3 separate regions of the Mus musculus genome follow, and all the other regions are linked to region 2. A link is a contact called in public HiChIP or PLAC-seq and promoter capture Hi-C data. All regions are on one chromosome and are shown on one strand. Each heading gives the region's core, a stretch centred on a gene start, on an enhancer-like site or on the middle of the called end of the contact. The rest is flanking DNA. Distances are from core to core; before and after follow the strand shown.

Region 1 (4,024 bases), core at 301-2,800, 1.5 Mb after region 2:
ATTCTCATACATCTCAACAAAGCAACACCTTGGATTATGGATGGAAAACTCAGATCAACAACCCCTCCTCCCAGTAAATCCTACTTTGTAACCAAACTCTTCATGTAGTTGGTAAAGCAAAGTTCAGCGATAAAAACAAAAAAGCAGAAAATGTCCACTTAACTACCCCTGAATCATTTCTAGCTTTAAAAATATCAGTATTATAGTCTGCCAGCAGTATATTCCTATAGCCCTCAATGCCAATTATTTGCGTTTCTTTTCAAATTAGTCACAGCTGACTTACCAAAACTTATTACTGGTAAAAATGAAAATAGAGTTCAGATATGAAAGTTACGGTGTTAGACACTATATAGGAGAATACAAGAAAAATGGGACCTTGTGAGCACAGATACAAAAAATTTTAAACTAGGGACGCTGGAAGGTAAGGATGTGCCTAAAACACTACTACACTGGTTAACTCTATAGCCACTTTCCTGTTTCACGGTCTGACAACAATCCTAGAATAAAGAGGGACTGTGATACTGGTTTGCTAGAAATCACAAACCGGATCTTCTGTCTTACTGGCTTTCAGCGCCTTACTAAACCACCCTACCATATTGTACGGAAGTATACCAGCTCTTGAAGAGTTTATCTGCAGCAGCTGAATATAGTTATGAGTTACTGTTGGTATATTTCTTGAGACATTGCTCAAAATGCTGGAGACTGCTGGCGATACACTGGTCCTGTAATGGGAAATCTACGAAGTACACGTCCCACTTCAGAATTTACTGTTACAGGCGCTGGTTTGTCTCCCACTACCAACAATCTCACTTCTCATTACTACAGAGACACAGGTCAATAACGACCTAGTTAGCCCCTGCAAGACTTCTGCGGCCTACCCAATTTAGGGACTGTTTCACACTGAAGACAGAATGGCAATGGCAGTTCTTTGAAGGAAAAAAAAAAAAAAAAAAAGATAGCGACGCTGGGAACCCAATAGCGGCCCCCACTTCTTCGGCCTCCAGTCAGTCCCCACAGAACCCTGTCGCGTTTAACCCGCACCGACCACCCTAAAGACTTAAATGGTCCGAAACATCCGCCTCTGGCCAGTCAGGAAAGGGGTGCAAGGAACAAACCGAAAGGACGCCGTGAGGATGCGGCGAGCCTCTGCCTAAAGGCCCCGCGAGAGCCGCATCCTCCCACACCGGCCCGCCGGGATCCCTGCCACGTGGAAAGCCCCAGGCGCCCGCATCTCTGGCCGGGGCCCGCTCCGTGGCCTCGCCGAGGCCCGCGCCCCCTCGGGCCGCGGTCCAGCACACGGCCACGGGCCGCGCGGCCCACGCGGCGGCGCGGAGAGGAAGGTGAGGCCTGCGCATAGCACAGCCCTTCGTACCTTCTCCTCAGTTTCCAAGAAGCTCACCTCAAAGATTCGGATCCCACGGTCACCACAGCTTCAAGAACAACGACAGAAGCGCCTGGACTTCCGAGCGCCGGCGGGCCAGCCAAACGCGCTTAAAGATGGGGGCTTTCCCGGCAGCCCTTGCGGACAGGTGGGCGTGGCCGCGGACGCAGTGGCCCGGCTCTGCTTTCCACGCACGCGCCGTTACCGCAGCCTCCCACAATCCTCGGAGGAGGAGTCCCGCCCTCCCGCCCGAGAAATTGTTAAATTGCTCAGCAGAATGTTAGGGGCTGACAGGAAGTGTTTTTGTGGAGATCTTTGTTTTTAATGTGTTTCTGGGCAGTATGTTCGAGCCTTCCCTTCTTTCTTCTGTAGCGCTTGGTTTTTCTTTTTTTCCCCCTTTGTCTCTTTTTTCCTTTTTTTTTTTTTGAGACAGCGTTTCCGTGCGTAGTCCTGGCTATCCAGGAACTCGCGCTGCTCTGTAGACCAGGCTGACCCTCAAACTCCTCCTGCCTCTGCTGAGACACTCGCCTACCTCTTCCGGGAGTGCTGGCATTATTAAAGGGGTGCGCCAGCACGCTTGGCCTTTTGCAATGTATTTGACTTGCATGGTGTTGTGGTTTTGGAAAAAAATTAAAAAACCATACAGTTGCTTGGTTTCCGACAGGCTAGCTCTCTGAAGCACAAACTGGCCAATGATTCGAACTCCTGCTTCAGTACAAAGTGCTGGGACTTCACCTACATCACCAGGCTCTTACTGCTCCCCCTCTTGCTGCTGCTGTCTATCTTTGCTTGTTTTGATGTTGGAGTCTGACTCAATGAGTAACCCAAGCTGATCCCAAACTATGCTTCTGCCTCCAGCCACCCTAGTGCTGGGATTACAAACAAATCTTTTTAAAAGTCTCTTGCTCCCAGCACTTGGGAGGCAGAGGCAGGCGGATTTCTGAGTTCGAGGCCAGCCTGGTCTACAAAGTGAGTTCCAGGACAGCCAAGACTGCACAGAGAAACCCTGTCTCTAAAAACCAAAAACCAAACCAAAACAAAAAAGTCTCTTGCTAGGAAAGAAGTACATTTAGAATAGTTTGAGAGACTTCACACTTAAGTCAGGACTGCCACTTTTTACATAACAATTTTAACGTTTTAGAGGTGCAATTTCCTTATGACATCATCTTTTTCCTTCAGTGTTCCTGGAATATAAAAATTACTTTCACAAAATAACTTCATAATCTCAGAGCATTTTGGAAGTTCCCAAACAGATAAACTCTAAAATTTGAAGAAGAAGAAGAAGAAGAAGAAGAAGAAGAAGAAGAAGAAGAAGAAGAAATGCATTTATAGGTTAACTATACATGCCATTTTGGCCAAAGAAAAAAGAATTTACTAGTATTATCCTCAGGTAGTTTTAACTTTAGATTAATTACATTCAATAAAAAAATTTTCAAGTTTCTACTTACTGTGAGACATAAATGCTAAATTTTCCTTTTTTAAAGATTTAAGTTTATGTACGGGTGTTTTGCCTGCATGGATAGACAGTGGAAAAATACCATGTGTGTAAATGCTCCCAACCTACTATAAATCCATTTCCAGGGACTCTAACACTCTCTTCTCATCTTTGTTGGGTCCTGCACGCTTACAGTGCACATACATACTCCCAGGACACACACATAAAATAAATAAATAAGCACTTAGATAACTTAAATGTTCATAATAGTAAGTTATGTGATTAAAAGAAAAATTAGAATCGACTATATGTGTACCACCAAATAATTAAAAAGTTAAATAATATATAGTGATAAAAACAAACTGATTTTCATTTACTGGTGTTTGTGAAATTCACAAGCACGGTGCTCAGAAGCAAAAGGTGTTTCACATAACCATTTTCTCCAAATACTGCAAATATTAATGTAATGTTGTATAAATTATATTAAATAATATAAAAAATCTTATTTCCTTCTACCATTCTCATGAGAATATAATAAAAGGTACCATTAGCAAAACTCAAGGAAATGAATTATCACCTTCAAAATATATGTTTTACACACATGCCCATACTACCTGTTATTGTAACCAGGTAAGTTTCACAGGTATGTCTACATCATTGTTCTACGATCAGAATTCAGCGTATTCATTTGAAGATTCTACAGTATTGAACAAGGAGAACTTCATAATTTTTTGGAGAGTGATTGTGGAAGAATTAAAAGTTGCATGTCAGTCACCATGAATGAAAAAATCCCATGTACATTTCTAAATGTCAGAGTGGCTTGTACCCTTCCCCTGTACACAGAATGATTGATCTAAGGCAGTGGTGTTATTCAGTTTGGGACATCACTATGAGATGCTTTATTTGGTATACAGGTAGAGATGCCTAAATGATACAAAGGCATAGCATTTTCAAGTATTAGTGACACCGTTTACTTAATACCATTTTATAGAAGGTCAAAACAATTCAATGTTTAGTTTCAATCTGATTACACATCCTTTGGCAATTCTGATGAATAAAGGTTACAATAAAAACTGCATTTCAAAATACAGCAAAATGTTTTTAGCCTTCAATGGCATTTCAAGATCTCCATACTTTAAATAGGACAGTCATTCTACCCACTGGGCGAGAGCACAACCACAGAGGTTCACCTACAGCTTAATAAAACT
Region 2 (4,322 bases), core at 308-2,807:
TAGATATAATACCAGCAACCCATGAATTTCCACATCCTAACCAACAGCTGTTATTATCATATTTGCAATTTTTTTTAAAAAGATTTATTTATTATATCTAAGTACACTGTAGCTGTCTTCAGACACACCAGAAGAGGGCATCCGATCTCATCATAGATGTTTGTGAGTCACCATGTAGTTTCTAGGATTTGAACTCAAGACCTCCGGAAGAACAGTCAGTGCTCTTACCAGTCCTGCTCCCTGGGGCCTGAAGATTGATTGATTGAATGATTATATGTAAGTACGAGCACCAGAAGAGAGCATCAGATCTCATTACAGATGGTTGTAAGCCACCATGTGGTTGCTGGGATTTGAACTCAGGACCTCTGGAAAAACAGTCAATGATCTTAACAGCTGAGCCATCTCTCCATCCCCCATTTGCAATTTTTTCCCCCGAGACAGGGTTTCTCTGTATAGCTCTGGCTGTCCTAGAACTCACTCTGTAGACCAAGGCTGGCCTCGAACTCAGAAATCCGCCTGCCTCTGCCTCCCAAGTGCTGGGATTAAAGGCATGCGGCACCACTGCCTGGTGTATTTGCAATTTTTAAGATGAGATCACATATACTTTCTGCCACACTATCTTTCACTTTCTTATCACTATCTTTCCCCTACCCCTTCTACCGCATGAACTTAGAGAACTGCCTAAAATCTCCATGTCCAGTCAACGCAGAAAGTACCTGTTACGTAATCGTCTTAACCTCAAGCTGTGTTTCCTATTTTAAAGGCTCTGTTAAATACAGGGCTGCACACACAGAACTCCTCTGAAAGGAAATACGCACCTAGTTTCAGCTCGATTGCTGTGTTGGTGTTACACTTGTACTCTGCTAGTTTCTTCTCCACGGCACTCTTATACTCCACCAGAAATTTCTCCAAGGCTAGAAACGAATAAAGCACAGCAAGAGGATTCTACTACACACAGCACAGAAGTTCCATTCTAAGTGACAAGTTGGGCAGTGTAAAAACGACTTTCTCAAAGGACATCTAAAAAAACAATGATCTCAGGAATCCTGAAGGGTTATGAGACCCTGAGTGTGCCCTGAACCAGGGCAGGGCAGCAGCACCGCGCTCGCTCAGAAGTTGGCTGGGAGGGAGGTGGGCAGGGCCCTGGAGAGGATCAGCTGGCGGGAACTGGACCTAATGGGTTACATTAGGGCGACAGTGAGCAAAGGGGAACGAGGGGGTGAAAGGCTCCGAGGCAGACCGCGCTCCACCAGACCAAACTGAGCGCCTTGCCTGAGCTCAAGGCCCGGGAGGCCCACGGGAGGCGCCGAGCGTCAGCACCGGGGGCGGTGGCGCCGAGCGCGGCCCACCGGGAGCCAGTCCCCGACCCTCAGTGCCTCGCGGAAGGGAGAGGCCTTCTGGAACCTCTGCTAGAGCCCGAAAGTTCCAGGCGGCCACTGTCACGGCCGCCTCAACGTTCTTCCCCAGAAGCACCCGCCTCCTCCCCTTGCTAAACTTTTCCCGGGAACTTACCCGCCATTTCCGAGCTCCGAGCGCCCGCAGCTGAGGAAGGACAAATCAACCCGCGCGCTCCCGGGCCGGAAGTGACCGCAAGGACTTACGCGTTTCCCCCGCCCATCCTCGGCGAGCCACGAACCAATGAGAGGGAGAAGGTCCAGGCGCGCGGCGGCGGAAGTGCCTCAGGAGGCGGGGCTAGCACCGTGAGAAGGCGCCCGCGGTTGCCTAGCCACCGCACGTGAGGATGCCCTCACCCCATGTCTTCGGCGTCCCAGCCTGTGCGGCTTGCTGGCCACTAGAGACTTGCTTAGAAATTAATGTGAATTCTCAAACAGCTTAAGGCGATTGTCCTTCCCATCTTTTGGCCCGAACGCAAGTTTTTCTGTGGGGGTTTCATTTCGAAGTTTTTAAACTTTTTGATTCAACTTTGCCATAACCCATTTTAAAAGGTTCCTCTGAATTTTATTCGTATTTTGGAGCTGGGTGACCAATTCAGAGTCATACTTATGGTAGACATAAGGCTCTGCCACTAACCCATTATAGACTTTCTTTGTGCTCCCAAATTGAAAAATAGTGCCATATTAAAGAACTCAGGGACCCAAAATGGAAGACTCCCGAAAGCTGTGCTCTGATTACATGCTAGCGTGCACAACTATTAAAAGTAAAATTTAGAAATATACCTGCTTTTGCTCTTAAGTTTTCTGGACAACCATTTAGCTCACTAAAAGTGGTTACTAACACTACCTCAAGTGGCTTGATTTAGTTGGACTTGTATGAGGTCCTAGTGGCTTGAACTAATCATAGGATACTACCCATTTTTAATCATGGGCCTTATTATTTAGTTGCTTTTGGATTTTTTTTTTTCTCCCAGAGGATAATTTGCTATTTACCTCTACGATGGTATTCAAATACCAGACTCCCTGGTGTCAACACATTTGCTGATACGCTTTAAAATGATGCATGCCGTATGGAAAGTTGATCTTTGGTATATCGGGTCTCTCTAGAAAAGAAGGAACCAATGGAATGAACATATATTAAAAGATGACTTACCACCTTGGCTTATGTGGTACACTTGGAGAGGCCAGACAGTGGTTGTCTCACAGCAAATGCTGAAAACCTGGTGGTCAGTCCTCAAAGCTAGGAGCCTCAGCCCAATCTGCCTGTGAAGACCTGAGGGACTCCTGGAGAACTGTTGGGTCTCTGCCTAGCAAGGTTCTAATACCAGCGCTTGAGAAGGCTAGGCTGACTCCATGACAGGCTTCAAATTGGCAGTTAAGGAGGTTAGGCCTAAATCTCTTACCAAGACCTGGGCAAGTCCAGGCAAGTCCAGGCCTCCGAAGCCGGCCCGCCACCTGTCTGGCCACCTGTCTGGCCCGAGGCAAGGACAATGGGTCAGCAGCAGTTTCCAGGCCTCCCCCAACAAGTTTACAGCCTCTCTACCCCGGCAATGGAATGTCAGTAGAGATGGACCCAACAGATTATCATAGAGGTCACCTACCCCAGAACTCCCTAATGTGCTTTAAATCAGGCCTCTGAGCTCACTTGGGTGTCTCTCTACCTGGGTCATGGGAGACCCAGCTTGCTAGACTTCTGCAGAATTCAACACTCTTTGTGGTTACATACTATTGGAGTCCAGGGTGACATCCTTCAGCAAATCATGGACCCTTACACACCAAAAAGGTCAATGAACTCTCCAGTGAGAATGAAGGTTAAGGAGGCAAGTTAGCAAAGCTTTCTTTCTGCCTTTTACCTGGGCCATTACCAGAAGGTGCTGCTCACACTTAAAGTGAGTCTTCTCCCATCAATTAAGATGATCAAGGCAATCCCCAGCAAACATGCTCACACTAATATAGGTTTGTGTGGGTCATATATGTATGTGTTATATAGTATATATGTGTATATATGTATGTAGTATGTAATACATATATGCATGTATGTGTGTATATAAACATTTATATGTGTGTATTTTGTTCTATGCCATGGTGACAGTTAAAACTAACCATCACACGTGGTGAAATAGTCTAGAATTAATATGCTCTCTAGTATTAGAGATAAAAAAAATATATAGCTAAAGTGATAGATTGTGCCTAAGCTCATTGCACCCGGGAGTCTGAGGCAGGAACATCAACTCATCAGTTTGAGGTTAACCTGAACTGTGATTGAGAAGAATCTGCCAAAAGAAGAGGTGGAAGGCGAAAGGGAAGAAGAGGATAAGGACCAACAGCACATACCTATAACACCCCCCCCCCCGCCCCGCACGGGGGGGGGGGGGGGGAAGGCAGGAATTCAGGTTATTCTTGGCCACTGAAGCTTGAGGTCAGCTGGGCTATGTGAGATCTGGAGAGAGACAGAGACAGAGAGGTGGTGGGGCTGGCAAGCGAGGGAGGAAAAGAGAAAGGAGTCAGCCCAAGGTAAGTTGCCAAGCTCATCTTCAGTTTACTCCAGTGTCCTGATGAGCCCAGTCCTCCAGATACTCAGGCCTGGTATTTATGTGTTAGCTATCTAGAAATGCCCTTTAAGATTAGAGTAGGCAGCAAGAACACTGAGGCCCTGCTCTTTAAACTCTTACATACAAGATTACAGTCATAGTGTTCAGATAGGAATATGAAGTCAATGCTACTAATGATTGATCAGAAAGGGAAACAGGACCAGTGAGGTGGGTCAGAAGGTGAAAGCACCTGCTGCCCAGCCTGACAACCTGAATTTGATGCCCAGGCCCCACATAGTGGAAAGAGAGAACTCATCCTCCTATAGGTTGTCCTCTGACCTCTTTATAAGTGCTGTAAAACACACACATACACACACACACACACACACACACTCTC
Region 3 (4,034 bases), core at 912-3,411, 1.9 Mb before region 2:
CCCCCCCCCAACATAAACGACAACAAAACCAAAACCAAACAACCAAAAAGGAATTTATGTAAACAAACAAATGTTCCCAATATTGCTACAGAGGAGGTCTCCTTTGGCTTGAGGAAAAACGCACACAGAGACTATAATATTGAAAAGACAGACAATTTGAAGCAGACCCAGTACTTTGGAGATCTCACTTTTGGAGGCAGAGATGGGTGAATCTCTGAGTTTGAGGCAAGCCCTGTGTTCCAGGACAGCCAGGGGTAGTGTCTTAAAAAAAAAAAAAAAAAAAAGCCACCTTTCATGTTTTCAGGAAGTTCACATTTGTAACTTAGAAATCCTGACTACAGAACTGACGTACGGATTCTCTTTTCCAGATTCTGTGATCTGGAAAATCTTAAATTCCAGTTTGTAGAACCATTCAAAATCTCCTATTTTTATTTTGCTTCCAGAACAGACATAGTTTTAGTTTACTTCTATTATTTATCTTTTTAAAGGTTTATTTTTACTATTTGTGTGTGTGTGTGTGTGTGTGTTTACACTAAGAATGGGGATGCCCGAGAAAGCTAGAAGTGGGCCTCAAATCCCCTGGAGCTGGAGTTAGAGGTTGTAAGGCTTCGTGCACGGCCACCTTGTGTGTTAGGAACGGAACTCAAGTCTTCAGGGAAAGCACTGAGCTATCTTAACCATTGTTCTCTCTCTCTAACCCAGTTCCCTTCTTTTATAAGAACCAAATCATGCTGGGGGTGGTGGTGCACACCTTTGATCCCAGCACTTGGGAAGCAGAGGCAGATCTCTGAGTTCCAGACCACCCTGGCCTACAGAGTGAGTTCCAGGACACCCAGAGCTACACAGAGAAACCCTGAAAAAAAACAAACAGGAAGAACCAATTCTTAGCATAGTTTTATATGGGAGCATCCTAAATATTTTAAAACAAAATAAAAAATATAAATACAATAAATGTTTTATTGAAAGGAAAGCAAAGCAGGATATGATAGCCCACCTGCAATCTCAGGACTCGGCAGGATGAGCTAGAGTTTAAAGCTAGCCTATGTCTCAAAATGACTCAAGAAACAAGTTCACCATGGAACAAGTAAAGGGTCTTCTCCATCTCAAAGATGGGAAGACGTACCAGTTTTTCTTTTGTGTCGCCCCTCTAAATTTCTTGATCTCCTGCTTACTGTGCTCCAAAGTTAGCTACTCCAACACATAATTTAGGCAGGCTATTAATTCTCCTTTTTTCCAGGCCCGTCAGTATTAAAATAAATAAGTAAATAATTATTAAAACACCACCTAGAAGGTGAAAACCCAGCTTGGTGGTGCATGCCTGTAATTGAAGATTGAGCGTTACGTGGACCGCGCCACGAATAACACAAGATAAAAAAACAAAAAACTGGCACACAGCCAACACCCAAATGAAAGCTGACATCCGTTGTACCTTGGCATTCTTATCCTCACCAGACTAAGTGACTATCCTCAGTGGACTAAGCCTTGCTTACCCGAAACTGGGATGGCGGCAACAGCTAAGAAACCCGCACCCAGGGAGAAAGTCGTTGGCCCTAACATGTTCTCATCATTCACGATGTTTGCTGAGCAAACTTCTGCATGGCTAGAAATAACGGAAGGGAGCTGGGTGTAGTGGCGCAGGCCTTTAATCCCAGGCCTGGGAAGGCAAAGGCAGACGGATCTGTTAGTTCAAGGGCAACCAATGCTACATGGCGAGGTATACATAATGATAATAATAATAATAATAATATTATTATTATTATTATAATTATTATTAAACCTTAACAGTAATTGGAAAGGAAGAGCCTAGGTTCTTGAGCTTCTAACAGTCTATTCCCGTGCTTTTGGTAACACCAATCTTCCGAGGCTCACAAACGTCCTACAGTTGCCGGGAGACAACTTAATCTACATGGGAACTGCGCGGCAAAAGAAAATTTTTTTGCAACTGGAGTCGGCGTTGCCAGAAAGTGCTGGGCTCGAACCTCGAGACCTCGCTTGTTCGGGCTGACCGCGCTCGGATCGAAGCTGACGCAGCAGAGCCCGCCGCCGCTCGCGACCCCGCAGAGAGCGAGCATCGCGCACAGGGGGTTCCCCAAGCTTACCTCTGCTGCGCACGCGCGGACGCCGCCAAAGCCGCGGCAGCCACCAGAAGCGACTGCCGGAAGAGAGCAAGAGGGGCGGTGCCAAGCGTCAAACCACGGAAGTAGTCATCCTCCCGACCTCGGAAGTTCTCGCCCAAACTTGCCTAGCAGTTCCGGTGAAGCTCCGGGAGTTTGTTTACGTTCCGAGAAGACCTAGCGGTTGGCTTCTCCGACTCAGACGCCAAGATGGGGAAGTCATTCGCCAATTTCATGTGTAAGAAGGACTTCCATCCTGCGTCCAAATCCAACATCAAGAAGGTGAGTAAAGGCATCCGGAGAGGGCAGAGATTGCTAAGCTCCCTGGGAGGGTCGTATCCTCCTCACGGCTGGAGTCGTCGATCTTTCCCCCTTGCAGGAATGATCCCCCAAGTCCCGCCTGTCAGTCAGTGGGGAGACCCACGCATGGTTTGATAACACTGTCCGTTCAGGATCCGTCTCCTACAGCCCCAAGCCGGTGAACTCTGCTCTGGGTCGAGACTCCTGCTTAACGGAGATCTTCTGGCAGAAATCCTCCCTCTGCTCACTCTCCATCCCGTAGTGTGTTTCTGATGGCTGCGTTCAAGTTGAGCGTTTTAAACAATCACAGGGCAACCAGTTGCTGGACACAGAAGGGCCGTGGCGAGAATTACAGCGCCAAAGAATGGCGACGGGAGAGTGCTTGGGCTTTGGATTCTTAGTTCAGTACAGTTACATGTAGCCCTGAGGCCTCGCACAAAATAGTCAATGATGTGAGCATTAGCCTCGTACACTGTTGATCAAGAATTATCAGTGTCAGTTGCCCTAGTTTGTAAAAATTTTAGGGAGATTAGATGAGATAGTATGGCCAATGACTAGAAACTCGAAATGAAGGCTTAGCACTGTGTGTTAAGAAAAGTACTCAAGTACTCAAAAGTACACAAACTTATGAGAATATATTTCGCTTTTGTTTCCAAACCAGTTGTGGGTCCTGTATATTACCATACATCTAAAGAATGTATATATTAGCATGCATGTACATTAGGATATCTGTGGAAGAAAGTGCAAGAAATGCTAACACTGGTTATCTGCAAATATAGTTACTTAGGTTTTTAAGTCCCTTGGGAGTGGGGAGGGCTTGCCAGATCTCAGCCTTACTCCTTGACCCCAAAAGTCTTGTTCTGTTTATTTTGTAGTACTCCTAATCCCCACGAGTGTATTTCTTTATGTGTTTCATAGCCTCTATTTGAGGTGGGATCTCCTGCAGTCTAAGCTGGCTTCAAACTTGCTGTCTAGGGAGGATAGCCCTGAACTCCTTGTCCTTCTGCCTCCAACCCCCTGCCCCCACCCCCAACCCCCACCCCCGCATGCTGGGATTACAGGTGGAAGCCACTGCAATCAACTACCACTTCTCCTAGGTCATAAAGTAGTTTATAATATGCAGGAGAAGCATTGTGAGCACTTTGACAATGGAGCTGCATCTTATTTTTAATTCAGTTACTGGAATTGAGTCTTGAGCAGTCGAGACTAATGAAAATAACTGTACAGTCTAAAGCTTGAGATACACGGTAATTTTTCTGTTTTGGTTGGGGTCTTACTGTGTAGTTCTGACTGGTCTGGAATACTTAGTAGTCCTACCTCAGCCTCTTGAGTTCTAGGATTATGGACATGGGCCAACACACTCAGCTAAACACAGTGAAAACAGCTAAAGGGCAGGTGCCATCCTGGAAGAAGCCAGGGAACTCTATCCACAATGCTCAGGTCCAAGACACCCGTCTTCTCTTCTAAGTGCTGTGAGCATCTTTTCATTTCAGTGTATTAGATGTGTTTCATTATAGAAGACAAGTGGGCTGGAGGGCTGTCAAAATTGCTAGTGGCTAAAACACTTGTTGCACAAGTGTAAGGATCAGAGTTTGGATCCACCATCCCTTGGTAATCCTA

What was found. Promoter capture Hi-C pulls out the DNA fragments that hold promoters and counts their contacts. HiChIP or PLAC-seq counts read pairs in DNA pulled down with a chosen protein or histone mark.
Region 1: an H3K27ac HiChIP or PLAC-seq map of microglia shows a contact between it and region 2, with 5 times the contacts expected there. The contact joins the promoter of Ssb here to the promoter of Hat1 in region 2. A contact is called at or near these places in 2 of 39 promoter capture datasets (cranial neural crest and liver) and 1 of 115 datasets of contacts at active chromatin or transcription factors (microglia).
Region 3: a contact with region 2 is called in a promoter capture Hi-C map of liver, with 2.7 times the contacts expected there. The contact joins the promoter of Scrn3 here to the promoter of Hat1 in region 2. A contact is called at or near these places in 3 of 39 promoter capture datasets (liver and pre-B cells) and 1 of 115 datasets of contacts at active chromatin or transcription factors (astrocytes).

Annotation. Positions count from the first base shown.
Region 1 is chr2:69,859,088-69,863,111 of GRCm38.p6, reverse strand. It overlaps Ssb (Sjogren syndrome antigen B), which reads right to left and starts at 1,550. Exons shown (of 12, transcript NM_001110145.1): 1 at 1,400-1,550.
Region 2 is chr2:71,386,495-71,390,816 of GRCm38.p6, reverse strand. It overlaps Hat1 (histone aminotransferase 1), which reads right to left and starts at 1,557. Exons shown (of 11, transcript NM_026115.4): 1 at 1,513-1,557; 2 at 819-914. The coding sequence starts at 1,519.
Region 3 is chr2:73,310,779-73,314,812 of GRCm38.p6, reverse strand. Scrn3 (secernin 3) reads right to left here and starts at 2,161. Exons shown (of 8, transcript NM_029022.1): 1 at 2,100-2,161. Cir1 (corepressor interacting with RBPJ, 1) reads left to right here and starts at 2,221. Exons shown (of 10, transcript NM_025854.3): 1 at 2,221-2,396. The coding sequence starts at 2,325.